Regions from separate parts of the Anas platyrhynchos genome. Here region 1 is linked to region 2. Evidence: chromatin contacts called from public Hi-C data. All regions are on one chromosome and are shown on one strand. Each heading gives the region's core, a stretch centred on a gene start, on an enhancer-like site or on the middle of the called end of the contact. The rest is flanking DNA. Distances are from core to core; before and after follow the strand shown. Region 1 holds the start of TMSB4X (thymosin beta 4 X-linked). Region 2 has its middle 60 kb from the start of EGFL6.

Region 1 (5,721 bases), core at 2,735-5,234, 260 kb after region 2:
GGCGGCTGGGGGCGGGGAGCACATCAGCCAGCAGCATACAGCCTGCCTCTCACAGGGCTGGGATAACAGCTTGGGAGATCAAAAACCATATGTGCCTTTCTGGTTCTGATGACCCTTTTCCATGACCATTTTTTTTTCCCTGCTAGACAATTTGTTGCTGGTGAAAGTTTCTAGACACAAATCAGACACATCTATTAGCCACAGTGAAAAACCAGTGTAGACACAGCCCTGAGTACTACAGTCAATCCATCCAAGCCTTCGTTCTTCATGTAATCAATTGTGGTGGCGTAGAGTGACTGTCGTATGTGACCACCTCAATATTGCCCATGCAAGGCATGGAGAGTATCTACCATCATTTCCTCTGATTCTACAAAAAGCGCTGAACAAGGAGCAAAGCAGTGCATGATAAGCTCCAGCAATTCCTGAATTTGACGTGGAATGTTTACCTTCCTGGTAATTTTGTATTTCAGTCCTCGACTCCATAAATAGAGCAGCTAACAATAGCAATAGCTTATTGCCCTGCCTCCTGAAAACAGATACGAGCCTCATCACCTCCTACCACACACTCAACAGATGGTGGTACCCCTCAGCCAGCTCTGTCCTCTGATCCAGTTGGACTTGCACACGCCTTGTATCTTCTTCCTGGTTTGCTGAGCTGTGCTGGCTGACAGCAACACACTTTCATTGAGTTACAAAGAGCTATGCATGTCTAATGCTCTGCTTCCTCCAGAGATGCATTGCTTTGGTTTCCTTCACATAGGTGAATCCACCGTAAGCAAGCGCTCGCCTCTATTCACTTGCGCACGTACAGTTCAGACCGTAATGCTTCTGAATTTAGTCATGTTACATCCTGTGTTTCCTGATTAAGATCAGTAGCTGCAAGCTGATCGTTTAATTGTCTTTTCAGAAACTCAGCTAAGTTTGCTGTGCTTTTCCCACTATATATGGGGAATAAAATGAAATCTTAATACAACCAGAGGAAAAGGTTCATTTCAGTCTTCAGCTCATTGGCTTAAACTACTGCAAGGTCCTTCTGCCATCAGGACATCCAAAATCTTCCTGTGGACTGCTTCAAAACGTCTCAAACAGGAATCCTAGTTTATAATCCATCACTCAGTTCTGCAAGTTTTCCATTGCTGGGGGACCCAGGGGCTGTGCCGCAAGCACACAGCACCCCAGGGCTGCCTCCTACCCCAGCTGCATGGACATCCACCAAGCCTCCAAGCAGGGCAGCTCCACCACCCTCATTGATGTCCTCACTCAAGGACAAAGTTTGTTGCTAGTCAGATCCCCGAATCTACGTGACCGCCTCAAAGCAGCCCCAGCAAAACCCAGACTTGCCCAGAGGGACTGGTTTTGCTTTATAAGCACAGGCTGAAACAAATAGAGGCTCAACCCCTGAAGATACAACCAAGGATCTGAAGAACCACACTCACCACCCTGCTATAGGCCTATCCTGACAGCTTTTCCCATAACATTAAGTATTTTTCACTACAAAGTCACAAGAAAAAATCCTAAATCAAGAATAAAGTCAACTCCCATTGACCTTTCTGGATGATTTTACCCATTTATTTGCGCATGAAAAATGACCAAACTGTCCCAGGCCTGAATGAACTGCCATAACCCAGCAGCACAGTGGTTATTTGCATGTAGGATTTATCATACTCCTAATTTTGTAAATTACTGTGAAGCTTTTGCCCCCAAATGGTTAGTTTTGAATTAGGAGGGAAATTGTAGCTTTATATACTTTGATACCGATTCTTAAGATTGAATAGCCTTAAAGAAATCATAAAAGTGCTCCAAACATGACTAACATTTTAGTAAAATGTTTTTAATATGCATGGGGCTCCATCCACTAAAATTCCCTTACAATATTAAAAAGCTGATGTTCAATCATGGAATGAAAATTCAAGTTACTTCTTCCTTTAAATACTGTATCAGCAGAACAAGCCTTAATTATTAATTAAACAAACTATGGATTTATACAACCAGCGTTGAATCTGTGCAGCAAAACAGAAAGCTTTTTACTAAGAGAGCTATGCTATGGGTGGGGCAAAGCAAGAAAAATAGCCAAATTTTTGCCTTTATCAATCTCTACATTAATTATTAAAGAAGAAATATTTAAAGTGATATACTCACATGACAACAAATTTTAAGACACGCAATTTTTTACTGAAATTTTCTAAAGGCTAGCTTCAAGACACGCAAATTTATCTACTGGTGAGAGCGTGTATCAAAAAATTGAGAATGGTGATTGAGGTTTGAATCCTCTCCAAAGGCTTTCTAGCATCCCGCATCTCAGTACCGGCTTTTATGCTTCGTATCCTTTGGTACGGTTCTCCAAACAGAGGACATAAATACCATCCAGGTTTTAAAACATTTTATTTGCATATTAAAAAAATTGTGCATTCCAATAATTAAAATCATTTGAACAAAAAAAAAAAAAAATGGCACTCGATTAACTGCATTTTACAGCTCGCAGGACCTTGGTACAGCTTTGCATTTATTCGTGTGTTACTCTAGTTTACTGTAGTCCCACCCAAGTTCTTCTTTCATCAACATGCAAGCTCTTTCATGCCACCAGGACCAAAGCCAGACAGGCAGAGGGAAAGGCAGCGCCTTCATTCAGTGTCAGTAGTTCTCTCTATTCTTTTGATGTGAAAGGGGCAGTACAGTCATTTTAAACTTTATCCAACCTCTTTGCATCTTACAAAGTTAAACAGCTAAAAGAAGTAAAATAAGAAGGCAATGCTTGTGGAATGTACAGTGCATAATTTGGAAGGGCAGATTTCATTACGATTCACCCGCTTGCTTCTCCTGTTCAATTGCTAAAAGGGGGGAAAAGAAAAACAGAAAAGGAGCAATAAAGATCGTGAACCTAAAAAACGTACCCGTCGGTCAGTTTCTATGGCTCGTGAAGGGGCATTTATCAAAATGGAAACCCCAATGGATCCCCAAGAAGGGCTACCCGGTGCCGAGGGGGGGGTTCGGGCTGGGCAGAGCCGCGCATCCCCCCTCGCGCCGCCCGGTCCCGCGCCCGCCGCCCCTCTTTGTCTCCTCCCCGCCTCACCCCACCCCCCTACTCCCCCCACTGCCCCCCCCTACTCACTTTCTTTTGAAGGCAGGGGATTTTTCTCTTGCGTCTCTGTCTTCTTCAATTTGGACTTGTCAAATTTCTCGATCTCGGCCATGTCTGGTTTGTCGGACATGTTGGCAGGTGAATCTGCGCGCACAAGGGAAGAGCCCGTTACCCCCGGACGGGGCTCCCGGACCCGCCTGGACCCCCCTCGACCCTCCCCAAGGTCCCCCCCGACCCCAGCGGGGCCGCGCCCCGAAGGCGGCCAGCGGCATCCACCGGGGGGGCGCCGCCGCTGGAGCCGAAAACTCCACGCACGCCGAAATTCAGGCGCTTAATCCCCGGCGTGTAATAAATAAAAATAAATACGAATAAGAAAAAAAAAAAAAAAAAAGCCAACAGTCCAGCATCCCAGCTGCTTGCAGCTCGCCGCCAGCCCCAGCCGGTGGCAGCTCCCAGGATCTGCAGGCTGTGGAGCACAATAGAAGGGCAGCGCCCGGCGCCCGCCTGGTTTTAAACTCGATAAGGAAATAAAATTTAAAAAAAAATAAAAAATAATAATTTTAAACTAAAGCCGCCGGGCTGCAACGAAGGCGGCTGGCGGGTCGTACGCCACCGCCCTGCAGCGGCTCGTCTGCGAGACAATAGCCCCCCCAGACAATAGCCCCCCCCGGACAATAGCCCCCGCGCCCTGCCCTGCCCTGCCCGCGGTCCCCCCCCGGAGGGGGGGGCACCGTCCAGGGCCCCTGGGTGGCCTTGCCGGGGCCGGGGGGGCGGCGGGACCCACCGGTGTCGCCGCGCGGTGATGCTCAGCCCCGCCGCTCGCTGCCGCCGCCGCTCCGCACGCCAGTATAAAGGGCGCTCGCTGGCGGGGCGGTTTTATCCCTGTGCCTATGCAAATGGAGGTGATGTCATCAGCTAACCATTTTGCCGCTTTCCGCCTTTTTCTCTCTTTTTTTTTTTTTTTTCTTCTCCCCCCCGCCCCCCCTCCGCTTTTGCTTCCTTCCCCTCCCTCCCCCAGCGCCCAGCCCTCCCTCCCCCAGCACACACACACACTCACACACACACACACACATACACATACACACACACACACACGCACACATACAGACGGACAGACAGACACACACCCCCCACGACCGCCCCGGACCTCGGGGGGGGGGCGCCCCTGGGGGGGCGGCCGCTGCCCGCAGCTCCCCGGCCCCCGCCCTGCCCCGACGCCGGGAGCGGGACCGGGGCTGGAGCAGGGACCAGGAACAGGGCAGGGACCGGGAATGGGGCTGGGACCGGGGCTGGGGCCGGGTGGGAGATTTGGGGAGCTTTTCCCTCAGCCCCCGGGGTGCCCCTCTCCCGCGGGTTGGGCAATATCAGCCGGCTGGTGGTGTTACTCGGATTTCCTCATTTCGGAGGCGAACGCGAACCTCTCGGTCCTTTACGAGCTCCGGGAGCCTCCCCTCCCTCCCCCAACCTCCGGCTGCAGGGAGAGAAAAACCCCATCGCTGTCCTTGCGAGCCTGCTGCAAAGAAGAGCAAGCGAGCACGGCCGTGCCGAGCCGTGCCGGGCCAGCAGACAATAGCCGGGCCAGGAGCCGCCCCACCCGGCATCTGCCGGGCCCCGTGGGTCGCAGCCGGGGGGCATCGCCCCGGCCAGCCTGACCGCCCCCCCCCCCCCCTCGCCGTAGCACCAAATGTCCCCAGCGTGCCGCAAGGGGACCCGAGCCGGCGAGCTGCGAGCCGCCAGCCGCCCTAAAAGCGGTGTAAGGCGGCTGGCTGGGGGCGCACGGGTGGCTGTGGTTTGTGCTTTTGCAGCGCTGGGTAATAAACTGAATTATCCGTGGGGGGTGCGTGGCAGGGTGGCAACAAGTTGGGGACATCCCCGCGTCTTTGTCTGGCAGCGGCTCGGCGAGGGGAGGTGCGAGGTGGGGCTGGCTCGTGGGAGCCCGTGGGAATGAATTGCTGCTGCTTTGGGGACATCTGCTCGGCACCCGTGTGGCCCTTCGCTCACTGAGCCCTGCCCTCCAGCACTGCATCTGATGCGAGCGTGGCTGGTGGCGAAGCAGAAGCCATGGCTCACGGACCCTATTAATGTATGCCAGGAGAGCTGTAAATGCATTGCAGTCAGCTCCTCCGGGGATGCTGCTGCTTCCTCTGCTCCGCGGCTGTCCTCTCCCCCTTGGCCAGCCATTTTTCCTAACGTTTCCAGATGTATGGTCACGGGGGTAAAATCCTGTCCCCATGGCGATTCCAATAATACTTCACTGTAGTGAATGAAGATTTCCAGTCCACCCAGAGTCCTCCTACAGCCAAGCTCCTTCACTTTTGGTGGTGCAGTGTATAAACTCCGCTTTATTCCCCCGGTCCATGACAGCCTCAAAAACTGGAAGAACAGAGTCTATTGCTGAGAGAGATGGTAACTCCTATAAGCCAGGAGTGGTGCAAGACCAATGGCCAAAGGAATCACTGAGGAAAGAAATAGCAAGGAACACAGCATATAGTTTGAGAGTATTCACAGATTTTCATAATAACAGCATTAAAAACATGGCAGAGGGATCTTCTGTGTTGGAAACAGGCTAAATTTACTAGCTAGCTTTTGAGCAAGTTCCTCAAAATGAGTTTATGGCCTTTTGCTTTGACACATTTGAGCAC
Region 2 (6,019 bases), core at 354-2,853:
ACAGAGCAATTTTAGAGCTAGACCCAAACTGTGGAAGTTGGTATTATTTCCTTTTCAATCCCTCCACACAGCAGAGAAAGGCTGAGAGTCGGCCGTGTTTGGGAGTGGAATTGCCGTTCTTTACTAAGGCTCGTCTGCGTTCAGATTTTTGATCTCGTGTAGTACTCAGGCAAAAGCTACCAAGCTGACGTAGAGGCCTGCCTTTCCTCCTTAGTCCATGAGGCTCATGAACCCAAGAATAGAGAAAAATTCTGGTATCTGTTAGAATTTAACCTAAATTCACAAGCTGCGTGTTTCTTGTGAGTGCTGCAAACAGCTGCTTTCTGTAAGGTATAAACTGAGCACAGCAGGCCATATTGTTGAAATCATTTAGCCAGGAATGGGGAGCACGGTCTCAGTACCAAGTGTCTATCTGTGTCTGATTTGATGCATAATTGTTATTAGATCTGGGACCGGAATTAAGAACACATGCTCCAGATTGCCCTTTGTCCTTATTTTATTTATTTTTAAAAACATGTATTTATTTATTTATTTATTTTTCCCTGGTTGAAACAGAACTGTGTCTGCCGTGCTTTTCATGTAACAAAATGCTGCCAGTGGTGTGTGCTGGTGTTCAGTGTTCATGTCTGTCAGCTCATATCCCCTGGGGAACCAAAGCAGCAGGAGGCTCATCTGTAAATCTCCAAAGGGCTGTAAACACTGAGATAGAAATTTAGCCTGGCAAGTATAAGAATTAAATGGCTCCTATAGTAGTAGTAGTGATTTTTGGGGTGTCAGTATATAAATTCCATCTAAATTTGACAGTAGTCTGTTAAAAAAGTTCAAGAAGTGTTCAGAGGCAGTTTTTATATGAGACAGTCTTTGCACTTACATTCTCTCACCAGCATTTGTATTTCCTTTTCTTTGTTCTCTTATGCAGTTTCTCATGTGGGTGTGAGAACTATGTGATAGGCTCCACCTGCCTTATGGAGCAAAAGTCTTGAATTTATCTGTCTGTATTACATCTCAGTTGAAAAACCCCATTTGCTGCCTTGTCTGACTTCCTCATTTCCATTAGACAGTGATGTTTCTTTCATCAGTTTTTTAACAGCATCAGTTTTGTAATGTGGGGATACAATCTGCCTCAGAGATACGAGGCAAAAGAAGTTTGTAGGAATCAGAAGAGCGTGGCCTTTTGCTCAGATTGCACCTGGATGTGAAGAGAAGGGTGCTCAGTCGTGCTGGTGCAGGATCTGCCCCCTGTCCCTCAGTCAGCCCTGAAGTGAGCATTGCAGCAGGGAAAGCAGCAGGATGCTCTGCTTTGACACCAAGCGAGCACTGAGTCCAGAGCAGATGATGCCAAAAAACAGTGACCTCGTAACTGTTTCATTTGGGGTCCAGTTCCAAGACGTCTGTTGATTTAACATTGTCTGTGAGAATTGTCAAAGCAAATGGCTTGGAAACGAGGTGCCATAGCGGGAAAATATTGATGCTATATAACACTGCTGGTTGAAAAGATCTTCCTAAAACCTTCCTCCCTCTCTTTCGCAGCTACAACATGCTCTGTCATTGTCAGTGTCTCCCATGCCCGGTGATGAATCGCCATTTTAGGCAGGCGGTTTATGGCTCATAAATACTTGGGTGTGTCAGACTGTAATGGATCCCTTAGGAATGACGGTACTGTTTGGACAGTGGCTGAACACATCCCTCTGAATTCCCATCTCTTCAGCATAGAGAATGGATTTTAATGGTTACAAACAGATGGTGTTCATGAAAGGGAGAAACAAAATCTGATTATAGCTCATGTCAGACAGGGTGGAGAAAATAATCTGCTATATTTAAAGCTTTATTTTATTAGAAGCAGGAATAGTGCTTCAAGCAGTTCTGCTACAATAAAAAAATCTGTTATTATAAGCAATAAGTGGGTCTCGAAAAGGAAAGCAGTTTAGGTCAAACTAGGTAAGAAGAAGAATCTATACTCCAAGAGTGAGGTTGATTTTTGTTTGTTTTGTTCAAATCAGCAAGGGTTGATTACCCCAGTTCAGCTGTCAAGCAGCAGAAAAAAAATAAACCAAAGTCTCCCGAATCCTATGAAATGGCATTACCGATACCTCAGCATTTTGAGCATCATGTAACTCCCTTAGGAATCTTGTTCTTTGCATTTATTGAAAAGGCCAGTAAAAATATTCAGTTTGGGATCACCCTGAAATAATTATTCTAAACAGGGTACCACATTGAAAAACCACGGATTCTAACCACTTTGGCTCAGACGTTTGTTCAAGCATTTAGGGAGCACATAAACACCCATTAATGCATACTTCATGTGTAATACAGTGTCAAATACAAGGCCCATTATTGACTGAGGCTCAGACACGAGGCTTAAATTTCACTGTAGACACTTAACTCTGTGAATGTGATCTCTAAAAAAATCCATATATTGCCTTAGACGTTTGTTTCCATTATCTTTTCCAATAAGTAAATACACCCACAGTCCTGTGATCAGGGACTGGAGCCCATTAACACAGTTCTTCGCAGGTTACAGCAGCAGATTTGCTGATAATAGATGCTCTTTCTGTTTCTGTGAATCTTGCCAAGTTTCAGCAGGGTTAAATGTTGTCTTGTTTCCTTCACTTTATGCAACAGAGTTAATAACCACTTGGGATGTGGCAGCCAAGGTATGCCTCCTGCACCGAGAGGTGTTCTGAGTGCCGTTTGGCTTGGCTGAGCACAAGGAGCTTAAAGATGAATTGCAGCAGCTCCTCCTTTTTAGAAAGTAAAGACATGCGTTGCGAAGGGATAACAGGTATCCAAGTGCATTTGTAGACTTACTGTCAAGAATCTTTCTTCTGTATTGTCACCTCTAGCACGGCAGCAGAAAAGTTCTTCTGGGTTTGCATCCTTCTTTTCACTCTGCTTTTGGTTGCTGGGTGTTGCATGTTATGAAACTAAATTTCCAAGTGCTTAGCCCTGTGTAAATTTTTTTAGACTGACATCCATTCCTAGGGTCCAGTGCCTGAAACCTTTTATAAGTTTAGCCCTGCGTGTGCCTCTGGTGTCAAAAGGGAGATAAAATATTTTGCCTACTTGAGATGCTCCAAAGTCAGCCAAAGCTTCCAGTGAATGGCTTGCAGGGCTTGAAGTCAGAGGAGAGCTGGAGTGGGACGAGCAGGAGTGGGTTTGCTGCCCTGCTGTGTTGCTGCAGTGCTCTCTGATGGCAGGCTGGTGTGTAGGGTGGTCCAGCAGTACTCTGTTACAGCTTGACTGTGCAGGTTTTCATTCTTGAATGTGTCGTCTGTGAAAACTGCAGGCCATTTCCTTGATATAGCGGGGAAAATCAGGGGAAGGGTGTGATTAACCTGCTGAAGTGATTGATGCAGCCAATTGCTGTGGTCCTGGCTGGTGGCCAGCTACTCGGGGAAGCTGCAGTGGGCATCCTGGAAATATAGGAAGCACAAGGACATGGAGGAAACAGATAATGGGCCAGTAAGTTGAATGGCATATGTGAAAAGACAAGAAGAAATTCATGTCCTGAAGACACAACGTTCTTTGCCATAATCTTTTAAATTAATCCTCTTGTAGGGTAGATAATAGCACAAAGAGGAAAATTAACTTTCAGAGTCAAAACAAAAAGTGTGACATATTTTTTTGTGAAATGATCAAGGGATCTTTATGCTCTCCTGGAGAGCACAACGACTTGGCCTCCAACAGCCTCTGAAAGGAGGGGTGAGAAGCAATGGAGGCTGCAGCTTTTTGTGAGACTTGCGATAAACAAAGACCCGATACTAGTCTCCTTGGCCCTGAACCAAGCGTGTTACAGTTGATTCTCCATCCTACTAACCTCCTCTAAGCTCCACTGGGAATCAGTTACTGACATTTACGCTGTGCCTGGAATGCGAGGAGTATTGTGCTAAATCAGCACTAGGACGGAGTGTTGCCAGCTCCTATTTTTTTATGAAGAAGGCGTCACAGTGCTCGAAATATTCCTTGAAGGCTGTGCTTCTGGATCTGTATGAATGCTAGCATCTCAGAGTTCCTTAAGAAAGAGAAAAAAAGAAAAAAGAAAAAAAGAAATTGAAAATATAAATATGAACCAAATGCAAAAATCAAAAGAGAACTGAACAATGTAAAATGGAATATGCTTCTTTATGCTCATGATTTTTGTGCCATGGCCAATCACTTTTCAGTGCTTGGGCTTGGCAGAAGTGGAGAAATTACAGACGAGTGTGGACAACATTTCTTGCAGATCTGTCTTAAGGGAAGAAAGAACTGAGGAACAAAGGGGACATGAGAAGGTCTTTGTCTCTTTCGCAGTGGGTGAACATGCCTGTCATTGTGTGAAACAGAAAGCAGCAGTGTGTGCCTGGTGGCCCTCAGAGCTTCAGGCCATGCGGATGGTTATTGAGCAGCCATAGCTGGAGCCTGGGAGAGCAATAAGTGTTGGGCAATAATTGCGGGGCTGGGCTGTGTGGTCTAGGCAGCTGTCCTGAGACAACCAACTCGTTTCACTCAGTGCCCCTATGATGGTAATAATTTCTAGACCCTGCTAGCTGCAAATGGATGGCGACGGGTGACCCAGAGGTGAGAGGTGCCATCTTCCATTCCAGTGCTCTGAGTCACTCGCTAGCTCCTCACAATGAGTGCTCTGTGCCGCCCTGAGGGATGCTTTTGCTGTGCTGCTTTCCAGCACTGGTTGTGGGCTGTGGTTGAAACAAATGAGCTGCTTTCCGCAATTCCTTCCCCTCTGGCCTCTTGTTTATTTTAAAGGGCACGGTAGCACATCATGTGTAACCTAGGATGGTATTTGCTGATTACAAAGATCACCTTGCTTTGGCTTCTCTCACCTTGATCTTTGCTAAAGCCTGGGGACTGCACAGCTCATACTGGAGTGTGTGCTGTGGGCTATCAGATAAGCACGAACACAGGCTGCAAATTCAATGCAAGTTATTTCTGTATCACTGTTTCTCCCCTTTTTACACCAAATGGGTCTGTTATTCCTGTCAGGTTATAGTATTTCAAAGCTCTGAGGCCCCTTCGAAGGCCCTGTGAGGCCCCTTCCAAGGCCTTGTGAGGAGCCTACAAAGGCCCTGTGAGGAGCCTTCGAAGGCCTTGTGAGGATCCTGAAGTGCAGCACTGCAGCGCTAATCCTCACGTGTGTGTTTGCTTTTGCTCTGGCTGGTTAAAAAAATGGCTTCATACTATTTATTTTTGTGAAATAACTGTGGGCCTCTGTAGGGCCCTTGTGCCTCTGTGTTTTGCAGCAAAGGTCAGGAATCTATTCATAAGACTTCCAAAATGTTATTGTTAAAAGATCTCTTTGCTATGTCACTGTTTTCCCTTTCCTCTCCTCACTCAAAATAATACATTGTCATTAGCAGCTCATAATCGTCTCCCTCTAAGCACAGCATATTCAGCTTTCCTTGATTTTTTTTTTTTTCCCAAGCTTCCTTCCTATTTAAACAAAGAATTGTTTTTGTCAGTTTGGACCCAAGTATTCCTGGTCTTGCTATCATGAAAAAAATACATATTACTATGTTTCATGCAGTAATTTATAAATACTGCAGTTTTATTGCTGTTGTGAGCATTATGATTTGTTCCAACAGAAACATATGTTCTAATATCGGTGTTCTTGCGGTGTTCACTATGACCTTTGTGAGAGCCTTTCTATGGATAATGCGACCAAAACTTCAGGCTTTTAATATATTAGTCAGTTTATGAATCCTTGTAAATGGCACTTCAGGAAGAAGGCAGAAAGGGAGGAAGATGTGCTATTACAATTCAGTGATGGTGTGTACCGCTAGCTCCTGCACTCATAACTAAAAGTTTGCCACTTACATCATATATCTTGATTTCAGAGGTCTTTAACTTGGCATTTAATTTCTTATTAATTGACTTTTAAAGTCCAAAAGATCCACGACATCATCCAACATGATATTTTCAATGATTTGGACTGAAAGTTATTACTTAGACAGTCTTTACACTGAGCCCAGCATGTTGTCCCTGACCAAATCCCGTCCTACACTGAAGTAACTAGTCCCCCATC

What was found. A called contact is a pair of places that touch in the nucleus more often than the background predicts.
Region 1: a contact with region 2 is called in a Hi-C map of F1 follicle, with 4 times the contacts expected there. The contact joins the promoter of TMSB4X here to the enhancer-like site in region 2. A contact is called at or near these places in 7 of 8 Hi-C or Micro-C datasets (F1 follicle, F5 follicle, liver and 2 more).

Annotation. Positions count from the first base shown.
Region 1 is chr1:130,004,326-130,010,046 of IASCAAS_PekinDuck_T2T, forward strand. It overlaps TMSB4X (thymosin beta 4 X-linked), which reads right to left and starts at 3,985. Exons shown (of 3, transcript XM_027448256.3): 1 at 3,864-3,985; 2 at 3,110-3,223; 3 at 2,366-2,828. The coding sequence starts at 3,209. The coding sequence ends at 2,794.
Region 2 is chr1:129,747,753-129,753,771 of IASCAAS_PekinDuck_T2T, forward strand. No RefSeq gene overlaps it. Among named protein-coding and RNA genes, the nearest start is that of EGFL6, 60 kb to the left of the region's middle. Within about 2 kb of position 1,604, at least 2 of the 8 cell types and tissues checked have an H3K27ac peak or open chromatin away from gene starts, as enhancers often do. A contact at or near this core is called in subcutaneous adipose tissue, where this site is marked.